2 separate regions of the Danio rerio genome follow, and region 1 is linked to region 2. The links are chromatin contacts, called in public Hi-C maps. All regions are on one chromosome and are shown on one strand. The core of a region is the stretch at or near the end of the contact, and the rest is flanking DNA. Distances in the headings are between cores, read along the strand shown.

Region 1 (6,201 bases), core at 579-3,078, 170 kb before region 2:
CAGACATTAAGCAGACAGTCTACTAGTACTCAAATGAGAAAATCATTGGCATGTAGTTGCAGTGCAACTTTTAGCCAACAAAATGTGCAATAGGGACCATAAAAATATAGAGACTAATAATGATAAAAAAAAAAGCAATCTATGATGAGATTAGATGATTGCAATGTTTTTGGGAAATGCAACCCAGGGTAGATGCTGCATGGTCATCTGTTGTATTTATATTACCTTAGTTGTCATGTAATGGTCACTGTGTGTTTACACTTGTAGTTTGGTTCTCTTAAAATAAACTCATAAACATTAATTATTAAGTTTTATAATACAAAACAACTGCTAAAAACAAAACTATAAGTATTGTAACCTAAACTTTTGAGGCACTTTTAATAAACATTTGGTAAGCATTTTCTGATAAATACATTTTCATTATTGATATCCGCACCTTTTGGCGTTTGCTTTCCACTGCGCACGTGAGCTGGAAAAGTCCTACATATGCAAAGTGTTTATGCAGACATTTTAGTATCGTAAAAATTAATCAAACAATGTCGCTATCTCCCTACAATACTTTTGCATAACTCTATTTTTATTTTAAAATTAAGTCAATTAAAAGAACTTTTAAGCGATCACAAAGCTATTGTGTGAATATTAGAGAAAAAAGTTTTATATTGTACATGGCAGAATGTATTTCTGTAACATTTTTGTGAAAATTGTTGTGAAATGTTTAGCAAATAAAAGATCTTTTGATTTATGTTAAAGTATTTATGATTCTTTATTTTAAATGGAAAAGATGCATTACACTTATAGATTTTTTTTTACTGAAAATAAATTGACGCATTTTGAATATAGCAAAATGCCTTTAAATAGTTCTTGAAGGAACACATTTAACATTTCAAACCGGAAGTACAAATTTGCTTGAAATAACGCAAAAACAACCAATTTACACTTTTTAGTGAAATATAGGTGTCTTAATAGTGTTTTTAGCAGTGTGGGACACATATACGACTGTCAACAGCTCAAAAAATGTGTTTTGGTGTTTCGTGACCCTTTAAGGTACAGAGTGTCGTTTCACTGTAGTGGTACCTTCATGGATCAGATTTGTACCTTTGATGTAGGTACAATACTGTATCTGCAGGTTTTAAAAATCGAAGGTAAATTTCGGTTTCCCATGGTACAAATCATGTCCTTAAAGGTACAAACTGCAATGGTACAAATTTGTTTCTTTGTCAAATTCTGTTCCATAAAAAGGTACTGCCCTAGTGACAAGGGTTTGTGCAGTCTTTGGTACAACATTGTACCATTTTTCTGAGAGTGTACAGTAGAAAAGAGTCATTTACACAGTGCACACTTTCATCTAGCTGGATGTTGTAAACAAATATTCTCTTGAAGAATTCTTTTGATCTCTTGAAGACGACGGTTCAGGTAGAGCGCAGGATGTCTATTTTACTTTGGCTTTTTAGTAAAAATATTTTTAGTAAAATAAATAACTTGATATTCTCATCAAGTGTCGATTAATCTGTTTCCTACTTTCTCTTTTTTTATGCGATTTGTCTTTAATGCCTCTCAGTGTGCTTCAGTGGTGTCAGAGCTGTCAAACACATGCAGAGCTAATTGAGTTAATTGAGTAACAATTGTTGAGATGTGGGAGTTACTGTAGGGTGGCTTGTCAACTCTTCTTCACAACACTCTTATCTTTTCACACCTGTTTTTAATAGTCATTCTCCTCACGCTGTGACCGTACGCATCCGAGACTTCACACACACACATTCACACGGAGCCAAGGGGTGCAAGAGGATCCCCATACTTGGATTTCACCCTCTCATCATGACATCCATTAAAGTCCTGCTGGGTCCCAGTCCCTAGCGGGTAGACAGCACATTAGCGCTTGGACCATTGAGCTCAACAAGGCCCTGCTCTGAATTATTGATCTCAACACAACTAATGAGGAAACCCTATCCCCTCTTTTGATGAGACACACACACACACACACACAGAGACATACGCACGCACCGCAGTCACACTTCTGTTTAAGCTCTGTAATGTCGTCGAAACTGCCCACCCAGCCGTCAGTTGGTTTGCCAGGACTGGGGGGTCCATATAATCAACCTGTTAATCAGTGCATTGACGTTCACAGGCTCAAATGGCCTCGCTGAAAGGACCAGTGCTGCATTTCCCTTCGTAAGCATATGTAGATCGGAGAGAACATTGCAATCATCTAAACTGATCATATCATTAGTGGCAATGTTTTTGGGAAATGCAACGCAGGCGTAGATGAGTTAACATGCTGGTCTAATCTAGATGCCGCATGGTTATCTGTTGAATTTATATTACCTTAGTTGTAATGGTCACTGTGTGTTTACACTGGTAACACTTTACAATAACAGTACATGAATAATGATGTGTTAATATGTCAACTAAACATTACTTTATTATGAACTAATGATGAATTAATGCATGTGCTAACCGTGAACTAACTTTAACTACAACATAAGTTCATGTGTGAATAACAGCTACCTAAATTACTTGTTAGTACATGCTTGTTTGTTAATTAATGTATTAATACCACATTTATTTGTGCTTTATTTAACAATCATAAACTCATGACATGTTAATATATACAACTGAAGTCAGAATTATTAGCCCCTCTTTGCATTTTTCTTTCTTTTTAAAATATTTATCAAAGGATGTTTAACAGACCAAGGAAATTTTCACAGCATGTCTGATAATATTTTAAAGGAAATCTTATTTGTTTTATTTCAGCTAGAATAAAAGCAGTTTTAAATTTTTTAGAAACCATTTTAAGCTCAATATTGTTAGCTCCTTTAAGCTAGATTTTTTTCGATAGTCAACAGAACAAACCATCGTTATTCAATAACTTGCCTAATTACCCTAACCTGCCTAGTTAACCTAGTTAAGCCTTTAAATGTTACTGTAAGCTGTATAGAAGTGTCTTGAAAAATATCTAGTAAAATATTATTTACTGTCATCATGGCAAAGATAAAATAAATCAATTGTTAGAGATGAGTTATTAAAACTATTGTGTTTAGAAATGTGTTGAAAAAAATCTCTCTATTAAACAGAAATGGGGGGGGGGGGGGGATAAACAGAGGGGATGATAATTCAGGGGGGCTATTAATTCTGACTTTAAGTGTACGTGTATCATGCCTTTACTTAGAGGGGCACATCATCATTAACCCATTCTTAACTACTCATGAACTCTTTATCGATGTCTAACTAGTTCGTTTGCACTAAATAACAACAGAAAAGTGGGTAACACTTTAGATTAGGTCACAATTCATGCTATTAACTACTGGTTTATGACTTCCCTATTATTAAGATACTAACGGTTCATTATTAGTTTTAAAGTATGATCTTATTCTGCATCCCTAATACTACTCAAATCCTAAAACCAACTTCTACTGTACTAATTATTAACAAACAACTAATTAGTGGTTTATTAAGCCAGTAGAGTTAGTTAATGGTTTGTTAATACTGTGATTTGTGAGCTAAACTAAAGTTTTACCGAAAAAAGTGTACCGTCAACATCAAATGTTTAAACAAAACGAATAGTTAAGGATGAGTTCATGATGATTTGCCCCTTCAAGTAAAGTCATGACATAGTTATACATGAACAGCTCATGTGTTCATGTTGGTTACATTTAGCGTAAACTTAAATGTTAATTAATACATTTATTAACGTACTAACAAGAAATAAAGGTGGTCGTTATTTACACACAAACTCTTGTGAATCATGTTGTAGTTAGTTTATGATTAGCACATGCATTAACTCATCATTAATTCATGATATAAAGTCATGTTTAGTTTACATATTAATACATCCTCATTTATTTACTGTTATTGTGAAGTGTTACCTTTACACTTGTAGATCTGCGTGGGGAAAATTCCCTAACATGGGTCGGGAAAGTGTTTCTAAACTTTTATGATTTTCTTTCTTCTGTTGAACAATATAAGACATACTGAAGAATGTTGGAAACCAGCAGACATCGACATTCATAGTAAGAACAAGCCATGTTCAACAGAGGAAAGAAACTTAAACAGGTTTGGAACAAGTGGAGGATGATGACAGAAATTTTATGTTTTGATGAAACAAGTCAAAAACTGAATATTCAAAACGTGCTGGGTGTAGAAATGATGTTTTTTTAATCACCTGAGATCTTCTGAGGAGCTTATGTGATGTGTAATGGAGTCAAAACAGTGGCAGGAATCACACAAATGAACATCTGCTGCTAGGAGATGTATTTACAACACCTGTATTGAACAGTGATGGGAAACAAAAAATACATTAAAACACAGGGATAATCAAGCATTCTGACCTTCACATCTTATGATAGCATGTTCTGTTTTTGTTTGTTTAGAAGTCTTTGATCTGTGTTAGATTTACATTTCAGTCTAAGTACTCCAGAGTTTGTTATGAAGCAGATCAAGACCTTTCTTTTCAGCTGTCCCAGTCTGCTTGTTTGGTGTGCAACTCTCATGCTTATGCAAATGAGTCACAAAAAAGTCACCTGAGTTATTTAAGTCAAATGTGCCATGTCTGAATGTTTCCTTTTTAAAGTTAATCTTTAAAAATGGGTATTTTGTTTCATACTGTATATTATAAACAAGGTTTTTCTTTTTCGAGTCTGTGACCCCCAAAATAACAATTCCAATGACTCGCAACCCCATTATCCTCTGAGGTAGTTATAAACATACAAGCATTGCACATAATGGTCCACACACACCAATAGGCCTATATAAAGACAAGCATAACGGCAAAAAAGTGCAACAGTCTAACAATCATATTATTCTTTTTTTGGCACAATGTGTACTACACAAGTCTATTCTTGGTTTAATTTTGGAGACCACCACTTGAAGATCATCCTCTATTTTTAGTCGTGTATGATTTTTAAAATAATAAAAAAAATATATATTTTTAATGTATGCCAGTGCCATAAAAGTGTCAACATTTACCATGGTGCTGTAAAATCTGCTGCAACTGATGCTATTAATATTATATATTAAAATTAATATTGTTAATAAAATGTAAACACCCAGGGGTCATAATCTAAAGGGAAAAAAATGAAAGGCTGATGGCTTTTTATTTGCATGATGTTGTTTTTTAATGTAACTTGTAAATACTATTTTCTAAGCCCATGAAGCCCTGATTACTGCATCTTTTCAGACAAAGTAATATACAAAAAAATATATATTTTTTATGGTGGTTCTTTCTGAGTAGGTAGTGCTGTCACCTCACAGCAAGAAGGTCGCTGGGTTGCTGGTTCAAACCTCAGCTCAGTTGGCGTTTCTGTGTGGAGTTTGCATGTTCTCCCTGCATTCGCGTGGATTTCCTCCGAGTGCTCTGGTTTCCCCCACAGTCCAAAGACATGTGGCACAGGTGAATTGGGTAGGCTAAATTGTCCGTAGTGTATGTGTGTGTGTGTGTGTGTGTGTGTGTGTGTGGATGTTTCCCAGAGATGGGTTGCGGCTGGAAGGGCATCCGCTGAGTAAAAACGTGCTGGATAAGTTGGCGGTTCATTCCGCTGTGGCGACCCTGGATTAATAAAGGGACAAAGCCGACAAGAAAATGAATGAATGGTTCTTTCTGAATTGGTGCTGGACAAGCTGCTGAAATAACAATAGTGTTGTCTAAAGAAAAAGTTAGTTGACCTATTGAGGCTTGCTGGTAAAGCTAGTTAAGACTCGTTTAGAATTTAATTAAAAACGCATATAAGCTTAATTTGAAGTTTGAATTTAAGGAAACAACCTGATGTGTTTCTGTTGGCTTCATTGAGTGTGATGCGGCTTGGATGAGAATCAGTACCTCCAAGTCTGAGGCCATGGTGCTCCACCGGTGGTTTGCCATCACCAGGTTGGAGGAAAGTCCTTACCCCAGGTGGAGGAGTTCAAGTGTCTTGGGGTTTTGTTCACGATTGAGTGAAGGATGGAATGTGAGATTGACAAGCGGATTGGTGCAGCAGGAGCAGTTATGCAGTCAGTGCACCGGTTCGTTGTGGTAAAGGAGCTGAGCCGAAAGGCAAAGCTCTCAATTTACTGGTCAATCTATGTTCCTACTCTCACCTACGCTCATGAGCTTTGGGTCAAGATCTCGGACACAAGTAGCAGAAATGAGTTTCCTTTGCAGGGTGGCAGGGCGCACCCTTATGGATAGGGTGAGGAGCTCTTACACCCGGGAGGAGCTCGGAGTAGAGC
Region 2 (5,796 bases), core at 2,721-5,220:
ATAAATGTATCTATCCTAGGATTGAAAAACAAATATAATGATGAGAAAGACATACAATTTTGAAGTACAAGATTTAACAACATGATTATAGTGTACAAATCTAAAAGTTTCAGCTCTGCCTTCAGGCATTAAATGTCCCGTGAAAATAAGATCAAGTTCTTTTGATGTTAGTATTATTATGTTAGTCTTAAGAATATATATAGAAGTTAGTCTACTCCAAAATAGTGACAAAAATATAAAAGAATATAAACCTTCAAAGCTTGCAGTTTGTCATTTTCACCTACATTTTTTGACATCACCTTATACTTCAGTTTCATGTCAACTATACTGACCAATCAAATGCTCTCTAGTATCTGACATGTCCCGCCCCTTTCAAGACACTTCACATTTACTTTTCATTTATTGTGCTTGAGCGCAACCACTTTCACTGGCAGAGCTAGGACAAAAGCTAAACACTATTGGCTGTTTTTAAAAAGGGGAGGGGCTAATATATGTTCCTTTAATGTATTCATGTATCAGTTGAGATAATGTCAAACATTGAATAAACATTTCAAAGTACATCACGAGACCTTAAAATTGAGGCATAGTGAATTAAGTTTAAAAACCCAGGTCTTTTTAAGCAACTTTATTTTACTGTATATACAGTATATTACATATTGACATACAGTAAGCTACATTTATGCATTTGGCATCTATCATGAGTGTACAGAGTTCATGCAGAATAAACACTTCTGTGTTGAAATGATTCTTATTTAAATGACTAAACAGCTACTAACCGCAATTGTTGATTAAATTAAATTTGTGCTTCGTGGGGTGATTAGAAACCAATTGTCATTGACTAGCCATCTATGGCCTAACACTGTTAGCCATGTGGGGAAAGAGCAGGTGATCATAACTTTTAACGAAATACATGAGCTACAATAGCAACTGCACAGACTCTAGCTCCAAATGACATCAGCAGCACAAGACTGTCAACAGCCATCTTTGTGACATGTGGCTGCATTTTCAACAGTTAACAGAAGTGGAGATGCTTGTTTAATTTTAAGATCATAATTATGCAAATACCGAGAATAAAAAACTAAAAGAAAAACTGACACTTTTCATTCAGTTTTACGTTTGTCTTCAGTCATGCCGTAAAGCAGTTTAGTTTAACTTTACAGGGCATTTTTGTTAATTTATTTAATTCAAACATTATATTTTCTTATGATTACAATGGTCCTCATGTTTGTTATGTTGTAAAACTGCCATCAATTCATTTGATTATTAAAATTAGTGACTACTAGTTTGAGTCATAGAGTGCAATTATCAACCAAAACCAATCTGCACCGATTGATTAGAGAATGCCTACATTAAAGGGCACCTATTATGAAAATCATCTTTTAGAAGCTGTTTGGACAAAACTGTGTGTAGTTATTAGGCATGGGCCGGTAAGATTCTGACGGTATGATAACCTTAGATAAAAAAAAAATCACGGTTTCACAGTATCATGGTATTGGGATTACAGCTCTAAAATATATTCTTTTTAAATGTCTGTGTAAAAAAACAAAACCTTTTTCCCTTTTGAAAAAATATATTTTAATTTGGAAAACTTTTCAAATATTTTGGAACAGTAAACATGTCAGGCTAAATAATTCAAATGAATTATTGACTTCTGCTGTCTTAATTTGTTTCAGAAACACAGATTTGTTTTACAATTTAAAACGGCATCTTTGGATATCTTTACTGCTGGAGATACTGTTGTCCTAAAAAACAAAAGAAAAATGTAAATAAAAAAATTGTACACATATGTTAGAAACAACCTTACTCACACCTTATAACAGAAAATTATGACGGTTTTAAAACCTTGACTTTTCCAAAACACGACATACCTTGAACATGGTTATTGTCCCATGCCTAGTAGGTATAGTGTGTCCACAGTCATATTTGGGTAATATAAACCCATTAAGTCCCTTTATTTTAATTTCCTGATACTGATTCCCACCGTAAAGTGACGTAGGAGTGCCGTCTTCCCCACCTACCGAATTGATTGACAGCCGTGTATTAACATGTCTCTGTAGTAAATTAGTAGGAATTAGTGATTTTAGTGTCTTTACTTTATCACCACAGCTGCATGTCAGTACAAATAGAAAAGAAGATGCTTCAATCCCAGTTTGTGGACGTTACATCAGGTTAATTGTGTGCATTAACAGAACAGATATCCATACAGCAGTGGATATAAACATGTATCCTGTCATATTTGTCCAACAAAAACAGTGCAAATTTAAACACACACGCTGTCTGTGTGCGTGAACTTTTATAACAACATGTCTCCACAACAAATACATCAAATAATCATTGGGAAAATTCTTACTGTAGTATTTCTCATACTACATGAGATCTGCTACCTTCATGTCTGTCACTGTGCTGTTTATCTGACACAGCCAGAAATTGAGGCACACTTTGACAGGCATGTGGCAATGGTGGGTGGGGGAACTAGAATTAAAGGCACACGCAACAAAAACAGCTACATTTTTTGTGTTCAGAGCAAAAAATTCTAATATTCTAAAAAAGGAATAATAAATAATCTGATGGGTGTTTTGAGCTGAAACTTTACAGACACATTCTGGAGACACAAAAGACTTCTCTTAAATCTTGAAGAAGAGGTAAAATAGGTGTCCTTTAATTCAACTGTAATCTAAAAGACATTGTCAGTTTGGTTTATGCTATAGTAAAGTACAATGCACAACCAAAACGTAAACATCGTCCACAATCAAAAGTTAAAGTTTTTGTTGAGGATATGCTAGTGTAGGTAAATAAAAAAGTTCAATAATAGCGAACTTGAGTGTTGACAACTATGTCGGAGTCTCACAGGTTTTATTATGCTGATGTACAAGTGGGTTAGTACTGTCTGGGCTGTTGTAATCATTTGCTTCTGTTGATGAACTGATCAAATCTGCTCTCCAACAGGAACTTCAAAGCGCAGCTGCCCTTTTGCATGCTGCATACTGAGTGTGGGCAGCGACTAATGGATGTTCCCACTAATCAACCCTGCATGTCGCCAGGCCAGTTAGATGCACCCTCAAGATGTCCATAGAGTCCGTGATACACCGTCCTCATCATCCACCGCTCCATCTGTGTAATTGCTTCCTTGAGAGATTACATTCTCGCCAGCGACAGCACCAATTAGGCAGTCAGGAGGAAAATATGACAATAAGGCCCTACTTAGCACAGAAAAGTAGCATTCGGATACATATCAGCATAATCTTAATGAGTCAACAAACATGACATTTAGATGTGCTCTCGTGCAAATGTTTGAGTTGGATGTGGGAGATCATGTTTCATGACTGATATTCGTTGAACTAGTACGGGGAAAAAATCTGGCAAAGTTTCAGATTTTGGATTAAAGTTACAAGAATTCATGTGAGTAATTGAAGGTAGGGGGTTGACAAAAGGGGCTTTGGTTTGTCCTTTTAAGGAATGCCTCACGCCTATGATGTCAGGATCTCAATTGCATGGTCATCGCTGATGCAGACTACAAAGCCTTAAACCACACCTACACTGCGACATCCGATTGGATTTACGCACATGTTGCTATCATTTAACAATCAGACAGGAGAGAATCCCTGTCTCTGTGTCTTGTCTGATAGATAGTCCATCACAAAAGGATTTAACTCTGCAAGCAGAAACTGGAACTGAGCTCTTTTCTACAGATCTTCATCCTCAGCTCAGGTGAGTAAAATACCTGTAAAATTTTCTGGATTGCCTGTATTTTATACTACAGTTTTATTAAAATGTTTTAGTTTATCTTTCTTTCTAATCAATTTGACAAAGGTTTCATCAGCAAATGAAATGACAATGACAGCAGTTTTTTTATTATTATTATTTGAATTTCACCAAGTAAAATGTGGTATAATAAATGAATGATTTGATAAAAATGTGAAAAATTGCTTTAGTGTTCTGCATATTTTCTCCACAGAGTAATCTGTAAAGATGTACCGTGGACTTGTGTTACTGTTCTTGGTTTTGGTGCTGGAAACCCGATGGAGTGAGTCGAGCTGTCAGCAGTCAGAGTCTCAAAGATCAGTTTCAAGCGTAAGTGACAGATTATGAGCATCTCACAGCTGTAAATGTACAGGATTAGTACCCTGGTTTTAAAACAGAATCTTATTTATACGCACAGGAGAGTCCAAGTTTTCGGATGTCGACTCATAACTTGCTGAAGAGGTATAATGACATAGATTATGACAGTTTCGTCGGATTAATGGGGCGCAGAAACGCCGGTGAGTAAACTGATTTGTTCTTGTTGATGTTGTAATTTTGTGACAATTTCGCTTAATTTTCCTGTTGACGTGTCTTAAATGTGTGTGTGTGTGTTTTTTTTTTTTTTTTACAGAAACAGATGATATACCACCCCAACGTAAAAGTAAGATATTTTTGGTGTGTGTGCTCTCATATTGTCTGTTCAGGTAATAATACATGTTGTCTTCCAGGGGAAATGCACGATATCTTTGTTGGACTCATGGGTCGACGAAGCGCTGAACCTGGTAAACAGCTTTTCGCTTCATTTCACTGATGTTTGTGAAAGACAAAAGTGACTGTACCTTTAGATGACTGTTATGAACTTGATAGTTTGCCGTTTATATTTAAGCGAATAGTCATTTGGGGACGTCTTCAAATCCAACTTGGACCCAAAGCGGGTTTAGGAGTTTGATTCACAAACGACTCCTATGAGTCGATTCTTTGTGAGGAATCAAACACAAAGTTGCTTTAGGACAACTAACAAATAACTTTGAAAATTGATCATAAAGACACAAGAGAATTTAATTAATGCGGTACTTTGCATGATCTATCAGTGACTGAATCGATATCTGACTCACTTAGACTTGACGTTTTTATTACTTTCACTGAGGTACCGACTCGAAATTGATTACTTTTTTGTGTTAATATGCTATAGTGCGATTTAAACTAGTTCCGACTGTCTATATTTAAGGTGTAGTGAGAATAACACTTGCAAAGATTTTTTAAACTGAACATATTTGCCTATATTGTAGCCTAGTATTAATGCGAATGGTGTCGATCTATCAAGCTTCTCAAACTTACTGTTATTTGTGTTGTCAGAATCCGGACGTCAATGGAGGAAAGAGTACCCAGAACCAAGCGGAGGAATCTTCTTCAACAAATGCAAACTGAGGTGAGCGTCTGCGATTATTCAGCAAGGCTGTTCTGCCACCTGCAGGCTTTCTGAAGACGTTACAACAAATGTCATTTCCTATCTGTTACTAATTTGTGCTCCTCACAATTTTTACAGGTTTCGTCGTGGGTTATAGGCAAAAAAATATTTCATATCCACTGAATCGTCTGCACCACCCTGTCACGACAGCTTCTTTTCAATAAACTTCTTTGGAGCAACAACAAGAAGTCATAATCTATTTTACAAAAGTGATAGAGCAACAGCAATTTATACAAGATAAATCTAATAAACATGATTTCCTATGGTGTGATTTGTTTCATTGTACTGCAAATTATACATTTGATTACATCTTACAAGGCCAAATTGAAATCTCCATTTACATCCCATGCATTTCTATACATATTTATTCAAAGTTATTTTTGCTGTCTAATGTATAAAACATGAATTTTGTAAATAAAGATATTATCTAGGCTACCTGATCTTACGTTTTGACTTAATGTTCACAACAGACTCTCAATCAACCAAATAAAAATTGTGCAATCAGATACATTTGCCAAAGCACTGAGGATTTGACTCATGAAAAACTGTATACTGCCTTTTGTCTCATTGCTAAAAAACTAAAGCTC

The links. Hi-C and Micro-C count contacts between places; a contact is called where the count stands out from the background.
Region 1: a contact with region 2 is called in a Hi-C map of embryo, with 1.8 times the contacts expected there. The contact joins the enhancer-like site here to the promoter of tac3a in region 2. A contact is called at or near these places in 4 of 18 Hi-C or Micro-C datasets (caudal fin, embryo and hematopoietic stem cells).

Annotation. Positions count from the first base shown.
Region 1 is chr23:31,228,383-31,234,583 of GRCz12tu, reverse strand. The region is part of intron 1 of znf385a (zinc finger protein 385A); the gene reads left to right. Among named protein-coding and RNA genes, the nearest start is that of znf385a, 17 kb to the left of the region's middle. Within about 2 kb of position 1,828, at least 4 of the 62 cell types and tissues checked have an H3K27ac peak or open chromatin away from gene starts, as enhancers often do.
Region 2 is chr23:31,059,324-31,065,119 of GRCz12tu, reverse strand. It overlaps tac3a (tachykinin precursor 3a), which reads left to right and starts at 3,970. Exons shown (of 6, transcript NM_001256389.1): 1 at 3,970-4,071; 2 at 4,160-4,259; 3 at 4,373-4,402; 4 at 4,470-4,523; 5 at 5,098-5,170; 6 at 5,288-5,306. The coding sequence starts at 3,970. The coding sequence ends at 5,306. It overlaps LOC141380504 (a long non-coding RNA gene), which reads right to left and starts at 5,162. Exons shown (of 4, transcript XR_012398570.1): 1 at 5,080-5,162; 2 at 1-15.